4 separate regions of the Mus musculus genome follow, and all the other regions are linked to region 2. A link is a contact called in public Hi-C and promoter capture Hi-C data. All regions are on one chromosome and are shown on one strand. Each heading gives the region's core, a stretch centred on a gene start, on an enhancer-like site or on the middle of the called end of the contact. The rest is flanking DNA. Distances are from core to core; before and after follow the strand shown.

Evidence for each region. Promoter capture Hi-C pulls out the DNA fragments that hold promoters and counts their contacts. Hi-C and Micro-C count contacts between places; a contact is called where the count stands out from the background. Capture Hi-C pulls out chosen DNA fragments and counts their contacts.
Region 1: a Hi-C map of bone marrow-derived macrophages shows a contact between it and region 2, with 39 read pairs. The contact joins the enhancer-like site here to the promoter of Tnfsf14 in region 2. A contact is called at or near these places in 11 of 39 promoter capture datasets (the C10 cell line, the HPC-7 cell line, cranial neural crest and 5 more), 6 of 15 datasets of contacts at CTCF or cohesin (CD8 T cells, the G1E-ER4 cell line, the NIH/3T3 cell line and 3 more), 8 of 484 Hi-C or Micro-C datasets (the HPC-7 cell line, bone marrow-derived macrophages, embryonic fibroblasts and 2 more), 10 of 115 datasets of contacts at active chromatin or transcription factors (CD8 T cells, the HPC-7 cell line, acute myeloid leukemia and 6 more) and 4 of 9 other capture datasets (adipose tissue, liver, macrophages and 1 more).
Region 3: a promoter capture Hi-C map of macrophages shows a contact between it and region 2, with 7 read pairs. The contact joins the promoter of Adgre1 here to the promoter of Tnfsf14 in region 2. A contact is called at or near these places in 6 of 39 promoter capture datasets (the C10 cell line, embryonic stem cells, macrophages and 2 more), 1 of 15 datasets of contacts at CTCF or cohesin (the NIH/3T3 cell line), 3 of 115 datasets of contacts at active chromatin or transcription factors (the HPC-7 cell line and bone marrow-derived macrophages) and 3 of 9 other capture datasets (adipose tissue, liver and pancreatic islet).
Region 4: a contact with region 2 is called in a promoter capture Hi-C map of liver. The contact joins the promoter of Alkbh7 here to the promoter of Tnfsf14 in region 2. A contact is called at or near these places in 15 of 39 promoter capture datasets (the C10 cell line, the HPC-7 cell line, HPC-7-derived erythroid cells and 10 more), 2 of 15 datasets of contacts at CTCF or cohesin (CD8 T cells and pro-B cells), 7 of 484 Hi-C or Micro-C datasets (B cells, CD8 T cells, the CH12 cell line and 3 more), 7 of 115 datasets of contacts at active chromatin or transcription factors (the HPC-7 cell line, bone marrow-derived dendritic cells, bone marrow-derived macrophages and 3 more) and 5 of 9 other capture datasets (adipose tissue, embryonic stem cells, liver and 2 more).

The regions. Positions count from the first base shown.
Region 1 is chr17:57,334,401-57,337,959 of GRCm38.p6, forward strand. No RefSeq gene overlaps it. Among named protein-coding and RNA genes, the nearest start is that of Adgre1, 23 kb to the right of the region's middle. Within about 2 kb of position 2,076, at least 51 of the 459 cell types and tissues checked have an H3K27ac peak or open chromatin away from gene starts, as enhancers often do. A contact at or near this core is called in the G1E-ER4 cell line, the HPC-7 cell line, acute myeloid leukemia and 5 more, where this site is marked.
Region 2 is chr17:57,192,802-57,196,186 of GRCm38.p6, forward strand. It overlaps Tnfsf14 (tumor necrosis factor (ligand) superfamily, member 14), which reads right to left and starts at 1,380. Exons shown (of 4, transcript NM_019418.3): 1 at 1,056-1,380; 2 at 102-138. The coding sequence starts at 1,268.
Region 3 is chr17:57,357,033-57,360,516 of GRCm38.p6, forward strand. Adgre1 (adhesion G protein-coupled receptor E1) reads left to right here and starts at 1,654. Exons shown (of 22, transcript NM_010130.4): 1 at 1,654-1,724. The coding sequence starts at 1,694.
Region 4 is chr17:56,996,041-56,999,410 of GRCm38.p6, forward strand. Alkbh7 (alkB homolog 7) reads left to right here and starts at 1,299. Exons shown (of 4, transcript NM_025538.3): 1 at 1,299-1,527; 2 at 2,349-2,522; 3 at 2,631-2,755; 4 at 2,890-3,300. The coding sequence starts at 1,324. The coding sequence ends at 3,052. Clpp (caseinolytic mitochondrial matrix peptidase proteolytic subunit) reads left to right here. Exons shown (of 6, transcript NM_017393.2): 6 at 1-331. The coding sequence ends at 7. It overlaps Pspn (persephin), which reads right to left. Exons shown (of 2, transcript NM_008954.3): 2 at 3,273-3,370.

The DNA of each region.
Region 1 (3,559 bases), core at 826-3,325, 140 kb after region 2:
TGTTCAGTCCATCTTTAAGGCTCAGGGTGGCAGAAGTTTGTATTAGTCAGCTCAAGTTACGTTTTGCTGTAGTGACTGCCTACGGTGGGTTGACTTGTAGGGTCTGTGGGGGATTGATGTGGGAAGACCCAGCCTGTAGTGGGCCACACCATTCCCTAGGCAGGGATCCAGAACTGTGGAGAAATGAGCATGCTGGCCTTCACTTCTTCATTCTTGACTGTGGTTGTCACGCGGCCAGCTGTTTGAGGTGTGTGTTCTAACTGCCCCACAAAGATGGGCTGTAATCTAGACCTGTAAACTCAACCCCTAGCTTCCAAAGCTCCCTTTTTTTTTTTTTTTTTGGTCAGGATATTTTATTATAGCAACAGAAACTAGGCCAGTCCTCAAAATACTCTCCCTACACTGTTCTAGGGATTTAAAAACATGGATGAAGATGTGGGAAATCGGACATAAGCTTCAAACGCAGGGGCAGACATCCAAGCAGGACCGGTCCGAGGCAGACAGCTGGACGTTAAAGGCACGATCGCCCCCTCGCGGACATGTGCGGTAATGACACAACGTCTGCAGCTGGGCGGGTCGTTTGCAGAGGGGAGGAAAGACGGAAGAGATTGAGTTTATTTGTGGGTGTGCACACGTGTTTACTCACAAGTCTGTGGATATGAGCCTAGAGAGGCCCCCAGGAAGGGACCCTGGTATTTCTGGCATCTCCACCCAGTCTTCTAGAAGGAATGGCCAGCGGCACTACTGGATGATATGGTGTCTTCAATTTATTTTTAGTTTATTTTCTTTTCTGTTTTTTATTTTTATTATTTATTTATTTATTTATTTTTTTGAGACAGGGTTTCTCTGTGTAGCCCTGGCTGTCCTGGAACTCACTCTGTAGATCAGGCTGGCCTCGAACTCGAACTCAGAAATCCACCTGCCTCTGCCTCCCGAGTGCTGGGATTAAAGGAGTGCGCCACCGCTGCCCGGCTTAGTTTCTTATTAAATTTATTTGATTTGTGTTTGTGTGAACGAGTGTGTGAGTATCCCGAGAGCAATAGGAGGCCAGAGGACATTGTGCAGGAGTCAGTTCCCTTTTTCTATCGTGTAGGCCCTAGAGATTAAACTCAGGTCATTAGGTGCAAAACTTCTTTACTTGCTGAGCCACCTCACAGCCCCTACCCTTCAATAATTTATTGTTACATATTTTTCTTAAAAAATGTTTACAACTTATTTTTATCTCTAGTGATTTCTAGGTGGATCTGAGCTTCATTTGTTGAATTGGTACTCTGGATAATTTTATTATTTTTTAAAAGAGAAATGCATTTATCCGAAACAATGACCCTTGTACTGGTGGAATTCCAGCCTATGAAGTCAGGCATAGACTCCAGCAGGCTGTGTTTCCTTGTCTGTGGCGCCGAGGCCCCCATTTTTCACTTCAAGGAACACTTTGCAGTCTAACCACACAGCGCTCACTTGCAGCCCTGTGCTGCCACCTAGCGTCCACGAGTGATATGGCCCCTGGGTTCAACTGTGTATATTCCCCAACTCCTCCCAGATCCGCTGTCATCCAAATCGTCTTACAACACCATGCCTTCTTTTTAAATTTTAAATAGCCCATCCAGTTTAATTTGGGGTGTCCATGTAGTACTTGGTGTGTGGCTATCCACTGGGGCATGGTCAGCCTGCGGGGTCAGGGGCATAGTTTAAAGAAAACTGCCTCTCCCTCCATCAGCAGCCATCAACTGTCCAGCTCCTCAGTTAGGGTGGGCTCATGAGCCCTTCCAACTCCTGCTGTAAGGTTGACTGGTCTGATTATAAGCAGCAGCCACAGGTGCTGTAGTTTATTAGTACCGAGATCCTGCTTCAGTCGTGCCTGACTTCTGGCTCTTACAGTCTTCCTTGTCTCCTCTTGGGGAGAGGGTTCCACCTTATTTTTTTGAGACAGGTTCTTCTATAGCCCTGGAGTTCAGTAAGTAGGCTGGCCACCTTGGGGATACATTGATCTCCACACCTCCCTCTCTCCAGGGCTAGATTATAGAACTTCATTTCCATGCCTGGACTTTAAGTGAGGGTGTGCAGAGCTCACTCAGGGAGCTTTGCTTGCTTAGCAAACACTTACTGACTGAGCCTCCCCTCCCCCCACAGCCTGGGTCTCTCTATGTAGCAGATCAAGGCTGGATTTGTGCTTATAATCCTCCTGCCTCAGCCTCCCCAGTATCTGAGATTTCATAACCTGCACCACGAGGTTCAGCTAGAGTGAGCAGTATCTGTTTTAATAAAAACTTAGGCTGGCTGTGGTGACAAAGGTCTTTTATCCAAGCACTTGGGAGGCAGAGGCAGAGGCAGAGGCAGAGGCAGAGGCAGAGGCAGAGGCAGAGGCAGAGGCAGAGGCAGAGGCAGAGGCAGAGGCAGAGGCAGAGGCAGAGGCAGAGGCAGAGGGAGAGGGAGAGGGAGAGAGAGAGAGAGAGAGAGAGAGAGAGAGAGAGAGAGAGAGACAGAGAGAGACAGAGAGAGACAGAGAGAGAGAGGCAGAGAGGCAGAGAGAGAGAGAGAGAGTGAGAGAGAGAGAGAGAGAGAGAGAGAGAAAGAGAGAGAGGCAGAGGCAGGCACATGCCCTTGAAACTAGCCTGGTCTACAGAGTGAGTTCCAGGACAGCTAGGGCTACACAGAGAAACACTGTCTCAAAAAACAAAACAAAACAAAACAAAACAAACAAACAAAACAAAACAAAAAACCAAACCAAACCAAACCAACCAACCAACCAACCAACCAACCAACCAAAAAAACCCAAACAAACCCCAAACCAAAATCCAAACCAAAACCCAAAACCCCAAAACCAAAACCAAAAACCAACCAACCCCTCCTCCCTCCCCCACTAAATGGGTGTGTGTGGACAGGGCTCAGTAGTGAATACACTTGTCAGTTTCTGATGACCCAAGTTCATCCTCTGGAACTCTTGTGGTGGAAGGTGAGGACCATTTCTTGAAAGCTGACGTCTGACCTCCACATGCACACAGCAGGATACACATTCAAACAAACAAACAAACAAACAAACAAACACATGAGAAAGGACAAGGCGATGGTTGAAGGGGAGGGGGATGCTAACTGCCTCGAGAGGTCACCATTTCACTCGTAATCTACGTACCAAATTGTTAAGGTGTGCATCACCCGACGAGGAAAAAAAAAAAAAAAAAAAAAAAAGGAACGGAATAAACCACACAGCCTGTGTACTTTGGAGTCTCCTCAGCAAGGGAGGTGGAGAGGAGGCCGGTGGGATTGAGGGATAGGCTGCACACACACAGAACCTGGATCCGTTTGAAGTCCTAATTAGAAACCAGCGTCTCTGTGGATGGTTGTGCTTTTCCTGAAGCGTGCTGGCTGGCCCAGCTGCTCCAGTGCTCGCTCCACAAACGTGAGGATCCATGTCTCGACTTGCGGATTCTAGGGTAGCGAGGAAGACCCCGTCTTAGGAAAACACATGTGAGTGGCACAGATTTGACTTAGGAGGTTAGAAGACCAACCAACAAGGGAGGGCACCAAGTTGATAATGGTGGGCAGACGAGAGGAGTTGGGA
Region 2 (3,385 bases), core at 130-2,629:
GGCCTACAATGTGACACTGGGTGATGACCCAGAGTTGGTGTGGGGAGGTGCTGAGCGGAAACCATTCCACCTGCTTCAAAGGGACTGGGGCCCAAACTCACCTTGTATCAGCTTCTCCCAGGAGCCTTTGCCTCCATCCTGAAATGCAGACAGGGATGTTTGGTAAGGACATGCCGCTCCGAGTCTCACTGGTATGTGGTGATGAGACTGTCTGGCCATGGCCACAGACACCACCCATGGACATGTATGCAGAGCCACACATGCACATATCACATACATACACACAGATGCAGGGGGAGGGGCACACACCTAATTAGATCTGTTGTATTTCCAAGATAGGCTCTCATGTAGCCCAGTCTGGCCTCAGACTTGCTAAATAGCCTAGGATGACCTTGAACTCCCTCAGTCTTCTGCCTCCCCTGCCCAAGTGCTGGGATGAGGAATTAACTAGTCAAGTCGAGTGTCTGAAATGCTTGAGACTAGAATTGTTTCGGAACTGTTTTCGAGGTTTTTGGATAGTTGAGGGCCGGTGAGAGGGCTCAGGCGGTAAAAGTGCTTGCTGCCAAGCCTGGCTACCTGAGTTCAGTCCCTAGGACCCTCCACAAAGGAAGGCACAGAGAAGTGATTCCATAGAGGTGTTCCACATACATGCTGCGGCACATGCATACTTTTTCATGTCTACACACTAAATAAGTAAATGTAATTAAAAAAAAAAACTTAAAAAGAAAATATAGGCAAAGACTCGGGAGCATACTGTGACACACCCATGGCTTGTCTGAAAGGAACAGTGAGCAAGCACATGAGAGAGCTGCGAGTGAAGCAGGGTGACCATGAAGCCAGTGGTGGACAAAGGTTTGGGCTGGAAACAACAACCGAGTAGGTGAATCCCAAGGAAACTGCCGGGCACTGCACGTGTATCAGATCCTCATGTAAAGATGAGAAGACTGAGGGTCAGAGAGACAGGCTAACCGAAGCCCTGGGTTCTAGCACACAATACACAACCATAAAGGGACAGGTACTGGAGAAGACTCGCTGGTTCCCCAAGCCCCACTTACTGGCAGATGAGCTACTATGTCTCCAAGACGTTGATGCAGTCTCAGGAGAAACCAGCCCTGAGTGGCCAGCCCAGCACCTAGCAGCAGCACCAGGGCCAGGCTGACCTGGACAGTGCCACAGCGCCGTCTCCGGTGGTTCTGTTCCAGCCGCCTGAATGGGATGTCCGTCTGTCCATCCACCACAAACACTGAAGGCTGTACCACACTCTCCATGCCAGAGCAGCTGAGGCTCCGAAGCCCAGGGAAAGGGTTGGCAAGCCTGAGTTCCTCCTCTCCGGAGGAAACCACAATTGCCCAACACGCTCGGGCTGTGCAAACTGCAAAAGGTTCCTGTCACCCCTAGGACTCACTTTAAAGCTGAAGTCTGGTGCCTCCCCTTTCCTCACGTACCTCCTCTTCTTCCTGTGCCCCCAGAAGGCCCAGCCCCCGGTCGATCACTCTCACTGAGGCCACCATAGCTCACACTTTCCAGAAAATGTGACTCAGGTGGGATGGATGGGGCAGCCCCTGCTCCGATGTACTTGGTGGCTTTTGTTTCCCTCAGAGGAGCTTCTGTGGGTTCCATGCAAGCATCTTGCACCGCACCTGCATTTGCACGCGCTGACAAGCAGAGGCCTCTGTGTTTGCTTTAGTCTGTGCATATGGGTGCAGGTGCTTGTACAGATGCACGGTTCGTGGATGTGTGCACACAGGTGTAGATGTTCTGATATGTGTCTGCAAGTGCTGGAACAAGCACACAGGCATTTCCTGATGTGTGTGCAGGTCCATATATGGACACACACACACACACACACTACAGTGTCTATCATCTATTAGCACATGCACACATGAACCTCAGATGTGTTCATATGTGTGTCCACTGGAGACGGTGCTGGGGTAGATTTTCAGATACCACCTTGTCCCCAAATCTTCAGCTTGGACCTTACCCCCATCAGACACCCTCCCAGATACTGAGGACTTGGGGGTTCAGTTAGAAGACTCACCAGCGCCCCTTCTCAATGTCAATGGCCCCCATGCTGTAGTGTTTGTCTTGACACAGGGCTGGCAATGCTGTGACCACAGAACCCCAGTGCTCTGCCACGCTGCTGATTCATGGCTTCTCTAACCAGGGTTCCAGGGGAAGTACTGCTGAGACTCCTGTCCCCCTGCAGGACCCACCCATCCACCTGCCTCAGCAACAGAGCCCTTCAGAGGAAGCCCAGGTCTGTGAGGTGCTGAAGGGATGTGTGCTGTTGACATGAGCTTGTCAACAACTCCAGAGCCTCAGACCCAGAGGGAAACATAGCCTTCTCTTCTGGTCCACGCATGGATGTGCATGTCGCCAGTGTGTGTAGAATGTGTTCACCATCCTCCCCCTTGAGTGCTGACGCATGAACATAGCTCCCTTCCAGGGACAGTTCTTATGGAGACTAACTCAACCTGCCTTCCCCATCCCATTGTGCATATAAACCCTGCCTCCTTGCTTAACTGTATGTAATAAGTTGCCTTTTTCAGTGGTAGGCAATAACCCCACTTCTCCACTCGACTCTATATAATAACGTGCTAAGAGAACTCGTGTGCAGAAGGCCCAGATCACATGACCCCAGGATTCCTGGATGTCTGTGTTTGTCGTTTCTTCATCTCTTTGCTGTTGCCCAACTCAGGTCCATTCCTGGAACTGTGCAAATTACTCAGCAGCCCGGAGTATCTGATACTCCATAGAGGATCTGCCTGGAAGCGTTCTCTAGTCTCTCATGGTCTGTGCTGGCCAGTGTCAATTTGACACAAGCTACATTCATTTTGGAAGAGGAAACTTCAATGGAGAAAACACCCCCAACAGATTGGCTTGTGGGAGGCCGTGCTCACTGTAGACTGGGCCTTCCCTGCACTGGCATTCCTGAGTTCTATAAGAAAGCAGGCTGAACAAGTCATAGGACACAAGCCAGTAAGCAGTGTTCTTCCATAGTCTCTGCATCAGCTCCTGTCTCCAGGTTCCTGTCCTGACCTCCCTCAGTGGATGGGGTGTGACCTGAAAGTGTAAGCTGAGGTTGCTTTTGATCATGCTGTTTTATGACAGCAATAGAAATCCTAGCCAAGACACAAATTGGAATCAGGTGTGGGTTAGGAATAGGAAAGACCTGACTATGGTATTGAGAAGATTGTACGGCCTCTCAACTTTGGACTGGAGAAACTGTTCCATGCAGAGCTCAGTGGGCTGTTCTGTGGGAGCTTGGAAGTTCAAAATGCTGAGAATACGGCAGATGATGGAGGCCTGCCTTGTGAAATTACAGAGGGAAGTTTGAGAGTTTCTTAAAGACCACCAGGATTTCCTGGGTAGGGTAGTACACACC
Region 3 (3,484 bases), core at 404-2,903, 160 kb after region 2:
TTGTACAAGGAGATAAGAATGGATCAGTTTGTATTTTTCTACATCCTAACTGCCAGTTGAACTAGCAACATTTGTTGAAAATGTTTTTTTTTTTTCCCTCACTGGATGACTTTGACTTCTTTGTCAAAGATCAAGTGACCATAGGTGTGTAGGTTCACTTTTGGGTCTTCAATTTTATTCCATTGATCTACCTTTCTGTCATTGTATCAATACCATGAAGGTTTTTTAAAAAAAATTTTTTTTAATCATATTGCTCTGCAGTACAGCTTGAGGTCAGGGATGGTGATTCCCCCAGAGGCTCTTTGATTGTTGAGAACGGTTTTTGCTATCCTGGGTTTTTTGTTATTCCAGATGAATTTGAGTTGGGATTTTGATAGGGAATACACTGAATTTGTAGATTGCTTTTGGCAAGATGGCCATCTTTCCATCTTCTGAGGTCTTTGATTTCTTTCTTCAGAGACTTGAAGTTCTTGTCATACAGATCTTTCAATTGCTTGGTTAGAGTCACACCAAGATATTTTATATTATTTGTGACTATTGTGAAGGGTGTCATTTCTCTAATTTATTTCTCAGCCCGTTTATCCTTTGAGTAGAGGAAAACTACTGATTTGTTTGAATTAATTTTATATCTAGCCACTAAGCTGAAGTTGTTTATCAGCTGTAGGAGTTCTCTGGTGGATTATTTTTTAGGGTTATTTATGTATTCTACCACATCATCTGCAAATAGTGATATCTTGACTTCCTCCTTTCTAATTTGTATCCCTTTGACCTCCTTTTGTTGCCTAATTGTTCTGGGTAGAACTTTGAGTACTATATTAAATGATAGGGGAAAAGTGGACAGCCTTGGGTGTGGTGTGTGTGGTATGGTGTGGTGTGTGTATGGTGATGATGCATGTGGTGTGTATGGTGTGGTGTATGTGGTGTGGTGTGTGGTGGTGGTGATAATGATGATGGTGGTCTCTCTGTCTCTGTCTGTCTCTTTCTATCTCTGCCTCTCTCTCTCTGTCTCTCTCTGCCCCCCTCTGTCTCCCTCTGTCTGTCTGTCTGTCTCTTTGGTGTGATGTATGTGGTGTGTGTGTATTCTACAAGGTTGACATGATGACAGAATTTAATTTTCTTAGCAGCAAGCTCATGGATCCTGGTGATAAATGCAGCATGACTTTACTGAAAAGGCTTTGTGATCTTGAAGAGTGGATTGACTTCACTGTGGGCAGCACATGCAATCTCACTTGTTTGGTGTAATGAAAGAAGAGAATGAGAGGTGGAAGGGGGATGGTAATGTTGAAAAAAAGAATGGTACAGAGGAAACTGAGGTTGGAGAGAGATGGGGTAGATGGTAAGAGATGGAGAAAGAGGGAAGGAAATGGAGAGAAAGACAGAGAGACAGAGAGAGACACACAGAGAGACACACAGAGACAGAGAGGAAGGGAAAGGGAAAGAGAAAGGAAGAGGAAGAGGGGGAGGGGAAGGGGAAGGGGAAGGGGAAGGGAGAGGGAGAAATGTGGACACTAGCCAGATTTAAGGGAGAAATTAGGGGGTTGCCAGTCTGTCCACCTCTGATGGTGGCAACTCAGCAGAAAGCTGCTGGGCTCAGTCTGGCTTTGTTGAGCAACCCTGACTCCACCCCTTTTCTTCCCCACAAAGCAAGCTTTTAAAGGGAAGGCTTTCTTCATTGAATGACTGCCACAGTACGATGTGGGGCTTTTGGCTGCTCCTCTTCTGGGGTGAGTATGAGGTTGAATGGGGCATGGATGGCTGAGGTGTGGGCTGGAAATAGGTTGCAGGGAGAAAGGCCAACCTTGGAGGGGTTCGGCCCATAGGCTAATGTCTATTGCACACAGCAAACTTTACCTTGGGAAACCTTTGACAAAATTCCTTGACTTAGGGAAGTCTATTCACCAGGGTAGATCTTCCTGTAGCTGTTCATGTGGCATGTCTGTGTTTGTGAGCCATCTCAGTTTTAGTTAGAATTTAACATGGAGTAAACTTGTGAGGCTCCGGTGCGTGCATCTGGGATGGTGCAAGGGGGATGGAAGTCCACACAGCAATGGAAACAGTCCCCTTACCATTGCGTAGCCCTTTTTTATCAGCCATAGCTCACAAAGCAGAACATGGGTGTGAAAGAGGTAACTTGCCGGGCTTTGGCAACAGTTTAGTGTGTAAAGTGCTTGTCCTACAAGCACAAAGATCTGGATTTGATCCCAGAATTTATGTTAAAAAACCAAGTATGTGGTACACTTCTACCTCTGGCTCTGGAGAGTAGAGAAGGAGGATTCCTTGGTTCTTGATGGCCAGCTAGCCTAGCCCAATTGGTGGATTCCAGATCAGTGAGAAAGTCTGTCTCTAAACAATTAAGGTAGATGGAACTGGAGAAAGGTGTTTGAGGTCATCCTCTGGTTCCTACATGCCAGTACACACAAGTGCATGTTCACCTGCACTACACATTGCACAATGTCATGCACACACAACACAAGTGCAATGCACACACAGACATGCAATGCACACAAAAGGCACATGTGTACTCACAGATGCAAAAAGAAATACTGTGAGCAAGTCTTAGCTAATGAGGGGTAGAGCCACGGTATAAAATCATTCCAGCTCTGGCCTTGTTCAAACTCTTAGTCATGGCTGGTTTGTGCTGTGGGAGTCAGCGAAGATAGTCCCGTTCTAGAAATAGACTCGGGGCTACACCTTCCTTTTCTGGCTCCTGTTGCTTTTGTTTTGGGCACTAGCGCATTTCACTGTGTGATCTTCCACGTCACTGGTTTTCTCGCGTGTTTGCAAGATTTTTTTTCCCCATTGTTTTAAATTTAGATGGGAGATATGGATTTCCGGTTTTAGGGATGAGAAGAGGGATCTATTTTGCCTCACAGTTTGAGATGGTATGGTCTGCCATGTTGTGGAAGCCTTGGAAGAGTCATAGTTAGATGGTGGGCTGGCACTGCTTTCTGCTTGTTGACTGTGAAGCAGAGAGCTAAGAAGTTGAACTGGCGTACATATTTTCAGGTCCCCTCCCATGGCCTCATCTCTAAACTTCCTCAGACAACACCACCATCTGGTGACCAATAGGTTAAACACATGATTGTGTTGGTTACATTTCACATCCAAACCACAGCAAACAGCTAGCCTGCATACATGTATATGTACATTACATGTACATATATGTGTCTTACACACATAAAGGCAATAATTTTAATATCGTCTCAAGAATGAACTTAAAATAATATCATGCTTATTTACTTAAATACATTTTAATTTATTCTTTGAGGATTTCATACATAAAGGCAGTAATTTTGATTACCTGCACCTCCGTGCCACTCTACTCTGAGACCTCTCTTCACTGTGACCATCTCTAACATCATGTCCTACTTTAAAGAAAACCCACTGAGAGCAGGGTGACCTTCTGGGGCATATCCCTGAAGCAAGAGGATTCTCCTCTTAGCAGCCATTGACTCTCAGTAGATCATCAGCTCCTCAGGATGGG
Region 4 (3,370 bases), core at 49-2,548, 200 kb before region 2:
CACCTAAGGAGTGGAGACCAGACTGAAACTTCCTCTGCTGGGCCCAAGAACAACCCCTAGAGGAGATGTGGATTGAGGTTGCCCTCAGAGCAGGGCAGACTGCCTGAGACACTGTGATTTAAATTAAATCTTTGTAGTCTTTGTCCCATGTCTGAAGCACCTTCCATTACTTCTCCAAGACAGCAGGCCTCCTTCACCTTGACAAACCACTTCAGTAAGCAAACCCTGGCTCTCCTGGAACTAAACCAATCTAGCCTCAGACTCAGGTACCCACCTGCCTCACCTCCTGAGTGCTAGGATTAAAGGTGTACACCACCACACCTGACTTCAACAGACTTAAGCCATATACTACCCCAAAGTCAGTGGGTAGAAATATGATTTCATACATCTTTGGTTATGTGTGGGTTTGTGCATGGTGAGTGCAGTACCCATGGCCAGAAGAGGATGTTGGGTCCCCTGGGGCTTCCCTGTGGGTGCTGGGACTTAAGAGTACATTCTTACCTGCCGATCCTGGGCTTGGCCCCTTAGAGAGTTAAGAGTTAGGGTGGAGGGTCTACCAGAATCTACCACCAACTTTGGGTTGATCCTCAGACCCATGAGACCTGACACTGGTGACTCACCAGGTGACAAAGTCCTGGCATTTTGTTGCAGGCTCCAAAAGCCAGCTGAAGCCAGAGAGAATGTCAGGACATGTTTATGGAGTTTTACTAGAACTAGAAGCAGAGGATCCCAGTTTATGGGATGGAGGCAGGTGCCACATGACCCTATGGAGGTCAGAGGGTCGCAAATGCAGGAGTTGCTTTTTCTGCTTGCACCATGTTTGGGGGTCCTGAGGTCAAACCAAAGACTCTTAGCAAGTGCTGAGCCATTTTCCTAGGCCCAGTTTATTAGTGTGGAAGGAAGTAGACTCTTTTTAGATTTAACACAAAACATTTGAGGTGGGGGTTGTATTATTTGGTCTTATTTGTTTGGATGTCCTATTTTGTGGGCAACATCTGAAATTCAGGTTAGCCTCAAACTCAAGGGCTGACCTTGGAGTTAGTTATCCTCCTTTCTCCACCAGGGTGTGCTGTTTGACAAGCGCTAAATTTGCGCTAGGCTGATTGAACTTCTAACCTTGGCTTTGCCCCCACGTGACCTCCAGCCTCCGTTCGCCCTAGTTCTGCACCTACTGCTTGAGACCTTGCTCAGGGCCGAGAGGCGGGACAAGCGGTAGACTGACTTAAAGCACAGCTAATAGAGCCAGTAGCTGATGGGCGTGGTGCGGTGTCAGCCAATAGCTTGCGGGGGTGTGGCTCAGCCTGCTGTGGTCAATCCCTGAAGATGGCGGGCAGCAGGAGGCTAGCGATGCGGTTGCTTTCTGGGTGCGCCTGGGTGCGCGGCTCAGACTCTGCCGTGCTGGGCCGCCTGCGTGATGAGGCCGTGGTGCATCCAGGCTTCCTGAGCCAGGAGGAGGAGGACACGCTAACACGCGAACTGGAGCCCCAGCTGCGGCGCCGGCGCTACGAGTACGACCACTGGGACGCGGTGAGTGGGCGGAGCGGCGAGCTAAGGGGACGCCCACTGGGACATAGTGAGGGGGCGGGGTCCTCGGAGGGGTAGAGTGAAGAGCTAGGCTTGCTTGGCCAGGTTGGGGACAGTGTGTTTTGGGCAGTCCCCGATGTAGGTTCGGGTGGGACCAAGTTTCTCTGGTGTGGGACATGGCGGGTGCTGGGCAATTCGATGAGTGACAGTTGGTCAGGAGGTCTTGTGGGAATGGGGCTGATCTTGATGCCAGAGCTGAGTCCAGGGGAAGGCCTGCTGCTGCGGGCTTGTGGATGGTACTTAGAGCAGGGGAAGGGACCAGAGCCGGAGAAGGTGAACTGGCAACGTTGAGCTCAGAGCAGCGCAGTATTACAGTGGGGGCAAATCACTGCTGGGCTTTACTAAGAACAGGGGCTGTAGTGTGGGGCTGGGCCTGGAATCAGAAGGGAGGGTTTTGGTGGGCACCAAGGAATGCGTAGTGAGGACAAAGATGTCACTTCAGACATGAAGTTCTGGAACACTTCAGGGGCATTGGTGACAAGATTAGAAATAAAAAGCAGACTTGGGAGAGGGAGTGCCAGCAGTTGGGAGTTTCACTAGGGACTTGAGTGGGATCAAATAGAGACAGGAGACCGAGATACTGAATATTAGGGTGGCCAGCACCAGGGACCACTGGGAAACGAAACGTGAAGACCAGATGCGTGGTTGAAACCTCACTGATAATGAGCTAAAGTTGGAAAGACTGCCTGCCCTGTACTGCACCCCTCGGTACCTCATTTTCCTGTCCTGGGAGTTCCCAGTTATGACTTGAGCTCTCTATTCAGGCCATCCATGGCTTCAGGGAGACAGAGAAATCCTGCTGGTCTGATGCAAGCCAGGTCATCCTGCAGCGGGTTCGGGCGGCTGCATTTGGTCCTGACCAGAGCCTGCTATCCCCAGTACATGTGTTGGACCTGGAACCTCGGGGCTACATCAAGCCTCATGTTGACAGTGTCAAGGTGGGCAGAAGGCATTCCATCAGAACTCCTAGCTAGGTTGTCGGTGGACAGGGGGGCAGAACTAAGCCTGACACCCCAATATACACAGCATACATACCCCTTTTCCAGTTCTGTGGATCTACCATTGCTGGCCTTTCCCTGTTGTCTCCAAGTGTTATGAAGCTGGTGCATACACAGGAACCTGAGCAGTGGCTGGAACTGTTGCTGGAGCCAGGGTCTCTCTATATCTTAAGGTACGACGTAACCCAAAGTCCTCAGGTGAGGCCGAGGGTTTCTAACAGTCACCACCACCACTCAGAAAAAGTATAGAAATGCTGAAGGGACAGTCTTCCCTCCATCCACCCACTCAGCTTCTCTCTTCTTGCAGGGGTTCAGCCCGATATGACTTCTCCCATGAGATCCTTAGAGATGAAGAATCATTTTTTGGGGAGCACCGGGTTCCCCGGGGCCGACGCATCTCAGTGATTTGCCGCTCCCTCCCTGAGGGGATGGGGCCAGGAAGGCCAGAAGAGCCACCTCCAGCCTGCTGACCTCCCACATATCCTCCATATTTGTGAATAAAGTAGGGAAAATGCTGTCATGGGATCTTCAAATGACCGTCTGCCAGGGCTGGGGCTCTTAAGAGACGATCAGGGTCTCAGGATTCACATAGCATGGTGGCTGCCAGGGTGCACCTGATCACACACACTCTTAAGGCCACGAGAATATCATTTATTGCATCCACTGCTGATTAAAAAAAAAAAAAAACTAACAAGCAAGCAAAGAAAGAAACAAAAAACCCTGGTCCTTTCCCTTCTTATCTTTACCTATGCAAATTTCTAGTAATGTCACCTGAGCCTTTCAAAGCC